Regions from separate parts of the Sus scrofa genome. Here regions 2 and 3 are each linked to region 1. Evidence: chromatin contacts called from public Hi-C and HiChIP or PLAC-seq data. All regions are on one chromosome and are shown on one strand. Each heading gives the region's core, a stretch centred on a gene start, on an enhancer-like site or on the middle of the called end of the contact. The rest is flanking DNA. Distances are from core to core; before and after follow the strand shown.

Evidence for each region. Hi-C and Micro-C count contacts between places; a contact is called where the count stands out from the background. HiChIP or PLAC-seq counts read pairs in DNA pulled down with a chosen protein or histone mark.
Region 2: an H3K27ac HiChIP or PLAC-seq map of alveolar macrophages shows a contact between it and region 1. The contact joins the promoter of ACSM3 here to the promoter of C3H16orf62 in region 1. A contact is called at or near these places in 2 of 2 datasets of contacts at active chromatin or transcription factors (alveolar macrophages and skeletal muscle).
Region 3: a contact with region 1 is called in a Hi-C map of liver, with 5 times the contacts expected there. The contact joins the promoter of ARL6IP1 here to the promoter of C3H16orf62 in region 1. A contact is called at or near these places in 1 of 5 promoter capture datasets (liver), 1 of 47 Hi-C or Micro-C datasets (liver) and 1 of 2 datasets of contacts at active chromatin or transcription factors (alveolar macrophages).

Annotation. Positions count from the first base shown.
Region 1 is chr3:26,155,245-26,159,251 of Sscrofa11.1, reverse strand. C3H16orf62 (UPF0505 protein C16orf62 homolog) reads left to right here and starts at 1,915. Exons shown (of 31, transcript XM_021086527.1): 1 at 1,915-2,292. The coding sequence starts at 2,204.
Region 2 is chr3:25,281,818-25,285,824 of Sscrofa11.1, reverse strand. ACSM3 (acyl-coenzyme A synthetase ACSM3, mitochondrial) reads left to right here and starts at 1,762. Exons shown (of 14, transcript XM_021086514.1): 1 at 1,762-1,948. It also overlaps a transcript of THUMPD1 not described here.
Region 3 is chr3:26,758,916-26,762,922 of Sscrofa11.1, reverse strand. ARL6IP1 (ADP ribosylation factor like GTPase 6 interacting protein 1) reads right to left here and starts at 2,278. Exons shown (of 6, transcript NM_001244213.1): 1 at 2,164-2,278. The coding sequence starts at 2,199.

The DNA of each region.
Region 1 (4,007 bases), core at 666-3,165:
CTTACTCTCATTGATGTCCTACATTGAGAATGATGAATATGACTGGGAACTTAATCATTCGGAGCTGAAAACAAGGGCCCATGCTGGAGATGAAGGTCTTTTTTTTTTTTTTTTCTGTTAGGTGTCACTGTCCTGTGAACAAACCCATACAATCCCCCTTCTCCCCCCAGTGAAGAATAATAGTTATTCAATAAGCAAATGAAGTTGGATGCTCTAACAGACCATAGTGTGCATACATACAGGTTATAAAAGTAATTGTAAAAACCAAAGGAGACCCAGGAGTTCCCATCATGGCTCAGTGGTGAACGAATCCAACTAGGAACCATGAGGTTGTGGGTTCGGTCCCTAGCCTTGCTCAGTGGGTGGGGGAATCTGGCATTGCCATGAGCTGTGGTGTAGGTCACAGACGAGGCTTGGATCTGGCGTTGCTGTGGCTGTGGTATAGACTGGCAGCTGTAGCTCCGATTAGACCTCTAGCCTGGGAATCTCCATATGCTGCGGGAGCAGCCCTAAAAAAGCCCCCCCCCCCACAAAAAAGACAAAAACAAAACAAAAAAAAAAAAACCAAAAACCCAACAACAAACCAAAGGAGACCCAGTCACAGAATACAGCAAATCAGATTGGAATACGGTGCAGTGGAGCCACGTTGGTTAGGTTCTAAAGACAGCTCTGAGGACAGCTATGGTGTCTAACCAAAATTATGCCTGACAGTAAAATATTACGTTTTTATTTATTTAATTGATTACATTTTGGTCAGTTTCTCTGGTTCGAAATTCAGTTTCTTGAGGTGGCTGACAAAGGTGCCACCAGAACTGTGATTCTGCTTCTCAGCCTATGGTGGGGAAAATCCCTTATTCACCCTTCCCCTAACTTTAGTGTTTCAGGGTAACTTCCCCTTATCTGTGCATAGTAGACATGCTGTACAGGGCTTGGATTCAGTGGGCATGGTTGAATATGAATCCTGAGTTACCCTACCCCGCCCCCTTACCACCTAAAACTACCACAGTCCCTTCTGTATCCAGAGACCAGCAGCAGGGCCACCTGGAAACCTGTAAGAAATGCAGAAGCCCAGGTCCTGGCCCAGACCTGAATCAGACCCTGCATGGAACAAGATCCCCAGATGAGCCTGTGCAGTTCAAAGGAGAGAAGCCCTACTTTATGATCTACTGCAGAGTCAGTCTCTTGCTGTGGACAGACAGAGCTCTGAAAACAGGAAGGTCACAGAAGGCACGATGTGATCTAAGCTTACCTAGTCACGTACTGCTTCCAGTGAGTACTGACCATTTGCCGGCCATTTTATATGTATCTCCCTTCACTTCCGTCAGAATTATCCTGATTTCACAGATGAAGAAACTAGGATTCAGCGTGATAAACAACACATTCCATTACAGGTTTAAGTGTGTATTATTCTATTGTCTTTTCCTGGGGAGGGCGTCCTCAAAGACACTCAAAAGAATGTGGTTTTCCAACCTCTTTTTTTGTCAGAAAAGACACTTGAAAAGGGAAACAAAAAAAGTGAGGATAAGATGCTGCTTTGTGATTAGCTGTTAACCAACCCGGGCTGGGCGCCTACCAGCCGAAACAGGTGATAATCGCTTTTACTTCAGAGGTTTGCAGTGAGGAGCACATGAAGAGTGAATGCAAGGTGCTCAGTGTAGTTATTTTTTAATCAGAGAAAACACTGGAGCACAGAAGTTCTGCAGCGGAAATGAACATCCACCTTCATAGAAACGCAGGGCTTCGCCAAGACGGAGGAAAGGTGACCTCTGCTTTCTCCAGTTTAGTTCCAGTTGAGAGCTGTCACACTATGATCCAGGGAAGCCCTTAAGGACCCAAGAGGAGGATACCGGAAATGCCTAACTTCCGCAGTGCACAGAGGGGGACGCGGTGGCCCGGGGAAGGGGCGTGGCTTACCGGGTCAAACTGCGAATTAGCCGCGAAAGCTCGCGCCGACTGGGTCCCAAACACCCCCTTTCCACCCCCAGCCGCAGTTAGCGTCCGATACCCCCGCGTGTCTGGATTCTTCACCGCCTCCAGGGGGTCCCGGGGGGTCAGGCAGCCGCCTGCCACTCACACTCCCGACGCAGGCCAGCGCTGCGACAGCCTACTGGGCCGACGCTGCCCCTCACAATCATGGCGGCCGGAGAGGGGCGGGCAGCTCGTGCTTAGAGGGAGGGTGTCCGCCCTTCACAATCATGGCGGCATGGAGGGGGCGGGGTCTGGAAGGGCAAATTGGGCTGGCGGTCCCCGAACTAGCTGTCATGTGACTGGGAAGATGGCCACCTTTCCCTGGTAAGGAAGAAGCGGCGGGTGGGCTTCAGGGGCAGGGTCTCTGTCTCAGTGTGTGTCTCTGCGAGGGAGTGTGTGAACTGCTCTCTATGGGGTTTGGTGGCGGCTCCCACCGCACCCCTGGGTTGTCTTGACCTCAGATCCCCCGCCGCTACTTGGCTTCAGAGAAACCCCCTGAACCGGACGGGTGGGATCTTAGTTCTTTCTCCCGCTACCCCTCCCCCGGCCTCCCACTCTCCCTTCTCCATTCATTCCCTAAAAAAACAACTTCCCCAGCTTCTGCTTTTCCAGAAGTCGGCGCGGGTTCTGGGGCGCTGGATGCAGAGAATGGGAGACTTGGCTATTTCCTGAACGACTCGGTTCAGCTGGGGCAGACTTCCTTTTCTCATCTGTAAAAGGGCTGCCGTGCATCCTGCTCTGTGCAGCGCCTTGCAGCGGGCACTGAGGATGCAGAGCCCTCAGACATACTCCTTTGGCTTAAGGGAGCTGAGAGTTTAGTAGGGGCAGGTACCCAGAATAGAAAGATATCCAAAGAAGGCACCGGGACGAGGCACAACCACACCTGGCGCCTTAGGGAAGGCTTGGGAGAGGAAGAGTCTTCAATTGGGTTTTGGAGGATGAACAGAAGCTCATCCCAGTTAGAAGGAGCTAACTAACTGCGGGTGCCAAGGCTGATGTGCCTGTTGGGGCTTTTGTGGCTGGAGTAGCTAGGAGCTGGGTGCTTCAGGCTCCAGCTGTTTCTACCAGCGTGTGAAGAACTGGAGTAAGTTGTGATGGTAGCAGTAGGATTATCTGGCGACGTGAGCTCTCTGCTACATCTCAGGAAGGGAGATTGTATTCTGATCTTTTTCTGCAAGAGATGTGAAGTGGTTTACATTGAACGAATGAGTGAGCAAATGAAAAAATATACAGCCCTAGACTTTAGAAATACATCCTTTTGGTTTTATGTTTGATAAACAGCTGTCTTCCTCATGTTCACTTCACCTGGCTAACCCTTTTAAGAGTCTTCCTTCAAAAACTTTGATACACCAGGTCAGGATTGGATGCCTCCGAGTGTTTGTAAGCCCTGCCCTGAATTTTCTTTGACCCAGTCCTGCAAAGTACCTTTTAGAGAATCACTAAGGCTTAAATGCCAAAACATCTGGCTTCAGCGAACTGATCTGGAATTTTAAAATCAGAAAATCAAGGAAGATGCTGTTTAATTCCAGGACATTTTTACCTTTGGTATTTTTACAGAGAGAGGTACCATAAGCCTTTTAGCACCTGGGGTCTCTACAGTTCCTAGTCTGGCTCTAAACATTTCTGTCTGAGGTCACTCATGTTCATGGTTCAGTTCTCCCACTAGACTTGATGCTCCGTAAAGTTAAAGGGACTGAGTTTTAGGCATGCTTGTATCTCCAGTGTCTGGCATGGAGCTTGGCAGATAGTAGGTGTAGAGTAATATTTATTGAATGAATGAGAAAACTGAAGAGGCCCACAGATAGGTGTGTTTCTGTCATTAAATTTGACATTTATTGAGGCTTTGGTTTGTGCCAGGCACTGTGCTAAGTCCTTGACATGCAACATCTCATCTAATCCTACCTGCCCCATTTTTCAGATGAAGAAACGGAGGCAGTTGCACTAGTTTTACAGCCTGCGAGGTGCTCTGAGGTTTGGCGCTCACACCTCTGATTTAATCATGATTGCCAGCTGGCCCTCCAGTCTAGGTCCTGGGCTGA
Region 2 (4,007 bases), core at 513-3,012, 870 kb after region 1:
ATTCCAAAACTGGTGGTGGGGCGCTTTCTAGAACCTTGATGCTGGTTCCAGCCGCCTAGAGTCTCTTACCCTCCGTGGCACTTGTTCCTCCCGCCGTCGTTATAATTCTGTCAACTTCCCAAAAGCTTCCAATAAAATCCTTTCTAGCCTAAATTTGCCAGAACTTGTTTCCATATGACTTAGAACTAAGAATAGTGGTTTGTATAAGTGTTTCACACTGCTTTCTCTGTGCTTTTATCCGCAGCCTCAGCAACTATCATGATAATGTGTTATCTTTTTTAAACTGAAAAGATGCCACTTTTGAAGACTGTGTTCAGGAGGAATAAATGCTCCCTACTATTGACTGGGGGTGGGGGGAGCACAACCTAAAAGATGAGAATCATGCTTTATTATGCGGACAACACTCAGGTCTTAAGCCCAGGACACAGCCTATCTGATAACTCTAAGGACTGCTCCAAAGAGGTAAGAGAGGAGTCAGGATATATAGGAGTTTTTGCAACCAAGACCAGATAGTATGAACATCAAAAGATTATTTCTGGTTAAGGGATTTAGTGCTTTTCCATGTATGGGAAATGCAAGAGTCAGGGTTCACTGAAATCATTCCTTTGATATGCACCTCAGCTATCTAGGGCCAGTGTCCTGTGCTTTCTCATCCGGAGTCTCTTGAGGGTACACTGGGGGGGGGGGAGGAACAGGTGGGAGTTGGTGGCTACAGTGTCTGATGGTTTGATGGCTGGCATTCTGTTTCCATCCTGAGTTTCTTCAGGGCTCACCATCCAGTGGATGCAGTGGCTGATGGCTGCAAAGACCTTTGGTTAACAGCTATGGTGGGCAGCACTCACCCTCAACTACTGCTCCAGTACAAAAGTTGTTGCCAGATTTGAGTTCCCACAAATTCCAATGGAAGTAATCTGCAAAAGGGTCATTGAACTGAAAGTCATCTTTTATTCTAACCCCAGATTGACCATTATATCCAAAAATCTTATTTTTGGCTTTCACCTTTGCTTCCGCCTTTACTTTTCAAAATGTCATTGGTGGAGATTGTGCAGCATCTATTTCTGGAGGTCCTCAGTTGCTTGTGAAAAGAAGTCTCATTACACTGGCCTTGCTGTGGTGTCAGGAGGCACAGAGAGAGCTCGCTGAAATTGTTTAGTTTTTCTTTTCATCCTCAGTGCCTAGCATAGTGCCTAGCCCATAGTAGGTGCTCAAAGTTTTTCAACTGAATTCAGCTCCCAAAATGATCGATAAAGTGATAGCGAAACCGGACTGTGGGGCTCCTGGGTGCAAAAGCCTTTTTGTGTACCCCATTTCTTGTTCTTAGGAAATGAGTCTTACTCAGCTACCATGACCTTCCCTGAGTTCCTATAGGGACATGGTCAGATAGTTACTGATCAGGGAGGGGAGGAACAGTCAGGCAACTGTACAGCCTTGAGGCAGGATCCTGGTTCCCTCTCAAGGAATACACGTAATAATATAGGCATCTTATACACCCAAGAAAAAAGTTAGATCCCTATGCTTCTTTTAGAAATGAATACTTTAAAACTGAACAGCTTAGAGACTTTCCTTGTCCTTCTCCCTGGCTTAACTGCACCCTAAACACAATCACCTGTAAACAGGACTAACCTCTCCAGGAGCTCCATGGACACTTTCCCTCCATGTAAATGCATTACTTCCCCAGCCTCCCCAAAACCTGTGGTGTATGAAAATCATTAACTTCTTTATTTTTTCCTTTTCAGGGGCACACCCACGGCATATGGAAGTTCCCAGGCTAGGGGACCAATCGAAGCTCCAGCTGCCAGCCTACACCGCAGCCACAGCAAGGAAGGATCCAAGCCACGTCTGCAGCTTACGGCTGCAAGATCCACAGCCCACTGACCCACTGAGGCCAGAGACGGAACCTGAATCCTCACAGATCCTGGGTTCCTCACAGATCTGCTGAGTCATGACAGTAAGTCCAGTAACTCATTAATTATAAAAGGAACAGTCTCAGGGGACTGTGTAAATCTCCAAGGTAAACTTGGCCCAGAACTTCTGCTCCTCCCTCCAGAATGGCTCCACCAATCCAGGAAAGGCACTCTGGGCACATCTTACTGCTTCTGACTGTCCCACAACTTTTCCATTCTCTTGCGGCTACTGCCAAGACCAACGTAGATAGAAGAGTTCAAGTTTCAGGGTTACTCTTCTAGAAACAGGTCTGCTATCATCTCCTGCTGTGTTGGAATCTGTCACTTTAGTGAGTATCACTTTATCTGTCTCCTATGCAAAGTTTTCTGGGCTGGCCCACATGTACTTTTGAGCAGAGATAACAAGCAAGCAAACAAACAGACAAAAAGAAATTAAAAGTGCTCTCCTGAAATCCTGGGCAGCCAATGTGTTTCTATCAGAATTTCTCAGTTATTGTTAATAATTCTATCTAGTAAGTGACTAGGACTATGTACATACAAAAAGGCTGTAAACATAGCAGCTGAGTTTCTTTCATTTTGAGCTTTTCGTGCTATTTAATTTTTTAAAAATTATGTGCACAGATTAACTTGTTAAGATGTTTTGGAAAAAAAATTCAGTTGAGTCCAAGTAGACTAAGCTGAGGTTTTCACTCTAGTGTCTACTTAGAAGTAACCTGGGGGCAGCCACTTTTCTCTATTAGGTGGTCAAGCATAGCCCTAAAAATTCTTATGGAAGTTTAAGGCAGGGTCTTGTTAGATTGCGGAGAACAGTAGGGGTTTCATCTTGCTTTGAGGGTATATATGCCAACCCATGGTTATTACTTGGATTACTTGATGGAGAAGGTATTTACGGAGATGTGGGGAGGTGAAAATCCCCTTGGCACTGCTGTTTATATAGATGTAGAGGCTGCATGTCTGATGAGACCTTAAATACTTTCAAAAGCCTGTCTGATCAGCACTGGTACCATCTTTATTAGATGAGTTTTCTATGGCTCAGTACAAAAATCTGGACTCACACTGGGAAAGTTGTCTCAGATCTTTTTTACCTGCAAATAGTATTAGAAACCTGGAAAATGGATTTTATGAAATGCTAAAATCTCTGGAAAAACAGGAAAAGAACTTTGTTGGGGAAAAGATAGTCTTATGGTTTTGATGAGGAGGATGCTGGTATTTGGCAGAACACAATGGTTAGGCTCACTTTAAGCTCCAAATGACTGGTCAATTTTCTTTTCAAAGTTTGTTTGAAGGATTCTGAATGCAGTGGATAAAATAGTTTGAAATTTTCATTTTAAATGCAAAATAAGGAGTACCTGTTGTGGGCACAGCAGAAACGAATCTGACTAGGAACCATGAGGTTGCAGTTCTGATCCCTGGCCTTGCTCAGTGGATTAAGTATCCGGCGTTGCCGTGAGCTGTGGTGTAGTTTGCAGACGAGGCTCAGATCCTGCGTTGCTGTGGCTCTGGCGTAGGCTGGCAGCTACAGCTCCGATTAGACCCCTAGCCTGGGAACCTCCATATGCCGTGGGAGCGGCCCAAGAAATGGCAAAAAGACCAAAAAAAAAAAAAAAAAAAAAAAAAAGAAACCCTTAAAAGATACATAGAAATAATAACAATGGTTCTCTGAGGGATTAAGGGTGTGGTGAAACCTGAGGCTGGGGGTGGGAGGCAGATTTTTCACTGTGTACCTTTTTTTTCCCCCCTTTGTTTTTAGGGTCACACCCACGGCATGTGGAGGTTCCCAGGCTAGGGGTCTGATTGGAGCTACAGCTGCTGACCTACACAGCCACAGCAACTTGGGATCTGAGCCGAATCTGCCACCTACACCTCAGCTTACAACAATGCCAGATCCTTAACCCACTTAGCAAGTCCAGGGATCGAAACTGCAACCTCATGGTTCCTAGTCAGATTCGTTTTTTCACTGTACCACAACAGGAACTCCTCACTGAGTATCTTTTATGATTTCTGTAAGCATTTGAAGATATTATCCCCCCAAATTAAAAACAAAGTTGCAGGTGTGTCGGGGAGGGGATGCGCCGCGGTTGTGGGATGGAAATCCTATAAAAC
Region 3 (4,007 bases), core at 1,029-3,528, 600 kb before region 1:
GAGTTAAGGCATTGTCACTGCAGTGGCTTTGGTTGCTGCTGTCGTGTGGGTTCAATCCTTGGCCTGGCCCGGGAACTTCCATACACAGGAGGGCACAGCCAAAAAAAAAAAAAAAAAGTTGCTTTCCCAAAGTCATGTCCTACTAAGTGGCAGCTTTCTGAAAATGAAATTACATCACTTTAAGTTTGCTCATTTCAGGTGGTTACAACTAATTTGTTGTTTCATTTCACTGACTTAACCCCCTACTTCTGAATCCATTAGGAAAGCCTCTTCCTGAAGAGCGGTTTCCAAAACAGCTCTCTGTATAATGGAATCATTTAGATGTTGGCATCATCTGCACAATTAGGAAAACTACGGGTGCTTTCACCAAATTATATGAGGCACAGTAAGCCCAATTTACCTCAATAAAATGCTTCTGACACTTAGCAGACATTGTGGTTAGACTTTAAATTTCTCTGCAAATCTGACAATCACCTGCAAGGAAACTTCTAGGATGAAGCCAATGTGACAAAAAGCCTTTAAACTGATTCTGGTAGAGGAAAAAAAAAAAAATTGGAAGAAACCCATGTATCCTTATGACTGTTATTATAGGGAGACAGGCAAATGATAGGAGACAGTGCCGCTTAACCTTGTTGAAGATGACATCTGTGGAGTTCCTGTCGTGGCTCAGCAGAAACGAATCTGACTAGTATCCGTGAGGACGCAGGTTTGATCCCTGGCCTTGCTCAGTGGGTTTAGGATCCAACACTGCTAAGAGCTGTGGTGTAGGTTGCAGACTTGGCTTGGATCTGATGTTGCTGTGGCTGTGGTGTAGCCTAGCCTGGGAACCTCCATAGGCCATGGGGGCAGCCCTAAAAAGAAAAAAAAAAAAAAAAAAAAATGCTGTGCCACACTGATCACTTAGGTGGAACCTCAATATTTCTGACTTTATATACTATGTTTAATAAGTTAAAAAAGATTATCATGTGCCAGAAACTCTGCTAAATGTTTTCTGTGTTTATATTTTAATCATTTCTCGTAACAAACTGAAAGGAAGATGTTATTATTTTCATTTTATAGATAAGGACACTGAGATACACAGAGGTTAACAGATCTGAATCTGGCAAATCCAAGGCCAAAGGCCTGTCCTTAAAGCCACACTGCTCTGCAGAGAGAGCAGCAGAGCAGAGCCCATATCGGTTGTCTCAACAGCTGTGTAAACTTGGGCAACTTCTTTGTGCTACAATCAATTCTTAAAACGAAGCTGGCTGGGGCTAACTAGGCTTACCACAGAGAAGAGGTTTTTGCTGTGTGTGTGTCATGGGGCAGAGGTCATACGTTTCTAAAAATCAATGCAAAACGAAAATCATGCACAATCAAAACTGCCCTGCAAAGTCACTTAATTCATTAGCACTCTCCCTGGGGAAAATGCAACGTAGAAAATGGACTGATCCTTCCTTCCCTTTTGCCTAGATCCTGCGTGATTCTCAGTGAGGTTAAAATTGTCTGCCTGTGATAGAACCTCACTGCATTTCCTTTAGACCCCTGCTTACTCGAAAGTCCTCCCGTGACCCTCCCCCTTCCCCAAAGGTTTATCAGTTACAGACTAACGCCGAGACCTCCCATAGTCCTTCCGGCTGGACTCTTACTTTCGGTTCCCAGCGGTGAGTTTGCAGCCTCGCTGCCGTGTTAAGCTGTGCCAGCTCTAACAAATTATCGGCAGCAACCCTTTGACCCTCAACCCCTGACCAAATACTGGGGAAAAGGGCGAAAGGATGTCCTGCTTAAGATGAAAGAGGGAAAACCCGGATACCGCTGGGGCCTGGGCCCCCCGAAGCACTCGACAGGGCACTCGCGGCCCTCAGCCAGTGACTGCACCCCAGGCGGGTCCCAGCCCCTCTTCTCTCGCTTCCTCCTCAACCTCTATTCGCGGTGAATGATCACGCGCCCTCGCTCCGTCGCGAACCGTCCCCAAGGGATGTTAGGCGTGGACACGACTAGTGACCGCCAAGCAAGGCTCACCCACGACATCCAAAGGGCAGGAGTCGTCGCCTGCACCTGGGCACCGGGAGAGGAGGCCGGGCCCGCGGCAGGTGATAGGAACGAAGCCGCAGCGCCGTCCCATGGAGCCTAATATCCAGAAACCCAGCGCATTTCCCTCACGACGAAGCCGCCAGGACTCACCAGCAGATTGGTGCTGCGATTATCTCCCTCTGCCATCGTCCCTGAGGTGTCGTCTCTAGGAGCGAAAGACGCCACAAAACCAAGAGCTCTCTCGAACCCCTTAAGGCTACCCTGGCATCAGGGTACGCCCCGCAAGCCGCTTATATAGGCTGGATGCCTTTCCCGACAGACCCCGCGAAGCTCGCTCCTCATTGGGCAAATCAAGATGAAGCTGAAGCCGGGGCGGCCAACCGCTGTCCAGCGCATGTCTTGAAACCGAGGTCAAAGGAGAGTGAGAACGCCGGGGCCGAGGAGGCGGGGACACTGAATGACCAATCAGCGCCCAGGAGGTGTGCGACGCCCCGCCCAGGCCTTTCAGAAGCGGTTGAACGGCCGCTGCCCGGGGCCTGGTGTGGCCTCAGTATCCCCGGGGCCTGTGGGAACCGTAGCTCTCGGACGCTCTTTCAGGGGGACCTCAAAGCAGCCAAGGAGACTCTCCGGAATTAGTCCTCGAGGAAATATGCCACCCAGTATCAGGCGGAAGGCAGAGGTGGTCATGTGACGCTAACTTCATTGTGATTAAGGGGGCCGGCTGGGATCCTCTTAACAGAAGCAGCCTGTGGCCCTCGCCCCAGCTGTTCCCCGTCGGCCCCGCCTTCTGATCCCTGCTCCCGCAGCCTTGAGCAGTTTAGCCTGGATTTATGACTCGTGCCCATCTCGTGAGGTTTCGCGGACAAATGAATAGGGCTATTTATGTAGATTTTTTTTCCGCAATGTTACTCCCCTTTAAGGCCTTAGTTTGATGGGGGTAGGAGAAAATCTTGGCGTAGTTCGACAACTTGTGAAAAATGCATTGACTTAAAAAAATCGGCTTGTTTATATAGGGTGTTTGGGGAAATTCTTTGTGGGGTAAACTACGAACTCCCTCTCCAAAAAGGGACTTGTTTTGACAGATCTTTTTACATTAGAGGTCATGCTAAGGAAAGATGTCAACTCTCTCATAAGGGTGGAATGAATTGGAATTTAAGAAGCAGATGAATGCCAGGGGAGCGGCCAAACAAAAACAAAAACTAGATGAGCTGTGTTGAGAAATCTTTTCTCTCCAGGACTTCACAAAAATGTATTTAAAAAATGCTTTCATTTTCATTGCTCGAAATATGCTAAATGTTGACCTGGTCAGATGTCTTTTTGAGGAAAACTTAGCATAGCTTTTAACTTTTTATAGTCTTCTATATTATGCCATCGTTTGTTTTTGGGTTTTTTTGGTATCTCATGTGGCATTTTTTTATTATACTATTAACCAATTGTGTTTTTTTTTTCCCCGCTGTACAGCATGGGGACCAAGTTACACTTACATGTATACATTTTTTTCCACCCTTTGTTCTGTTGTGATATAAGAATGTAAGTTTCTTTTTTTACTGTGAAAAAAAATAAAGCATCTGATCAGGTATAAACACTTGGAGGGAGATTAAAAAAAAAAAAAAAGCCTCTGCAAGGGAAGGGGACTGACTCTTCAGTAAAGTTCCACTTAGGGAAATGTTGGGGAGAAAAACAGGTTATGCAGGTAAAATGCAGCCAGTTGATATATCCCATTTGGGGAGATTTTAGTTGGAGTTTGAAGAGTAGGCCCTTCCCTACCTCTTCAAAAGAAAATCAGAAGGTCGCAAACAGCGAGCAACCAACCACGTGATGAATATAGAGAGTACTGAATGCAAAACAGTACTTTAGGTACAGTAACATCCACTTCCGAAGAAGAGGGCATCAGTTACTAGAGTTTAAAAACTGCCATTTGTACATTGGGAAATCAGCTTTTGCTACAGAGTGCGCCTGGTTTTTATCCAAGTTCCCTGTGTACAACTTCAGAA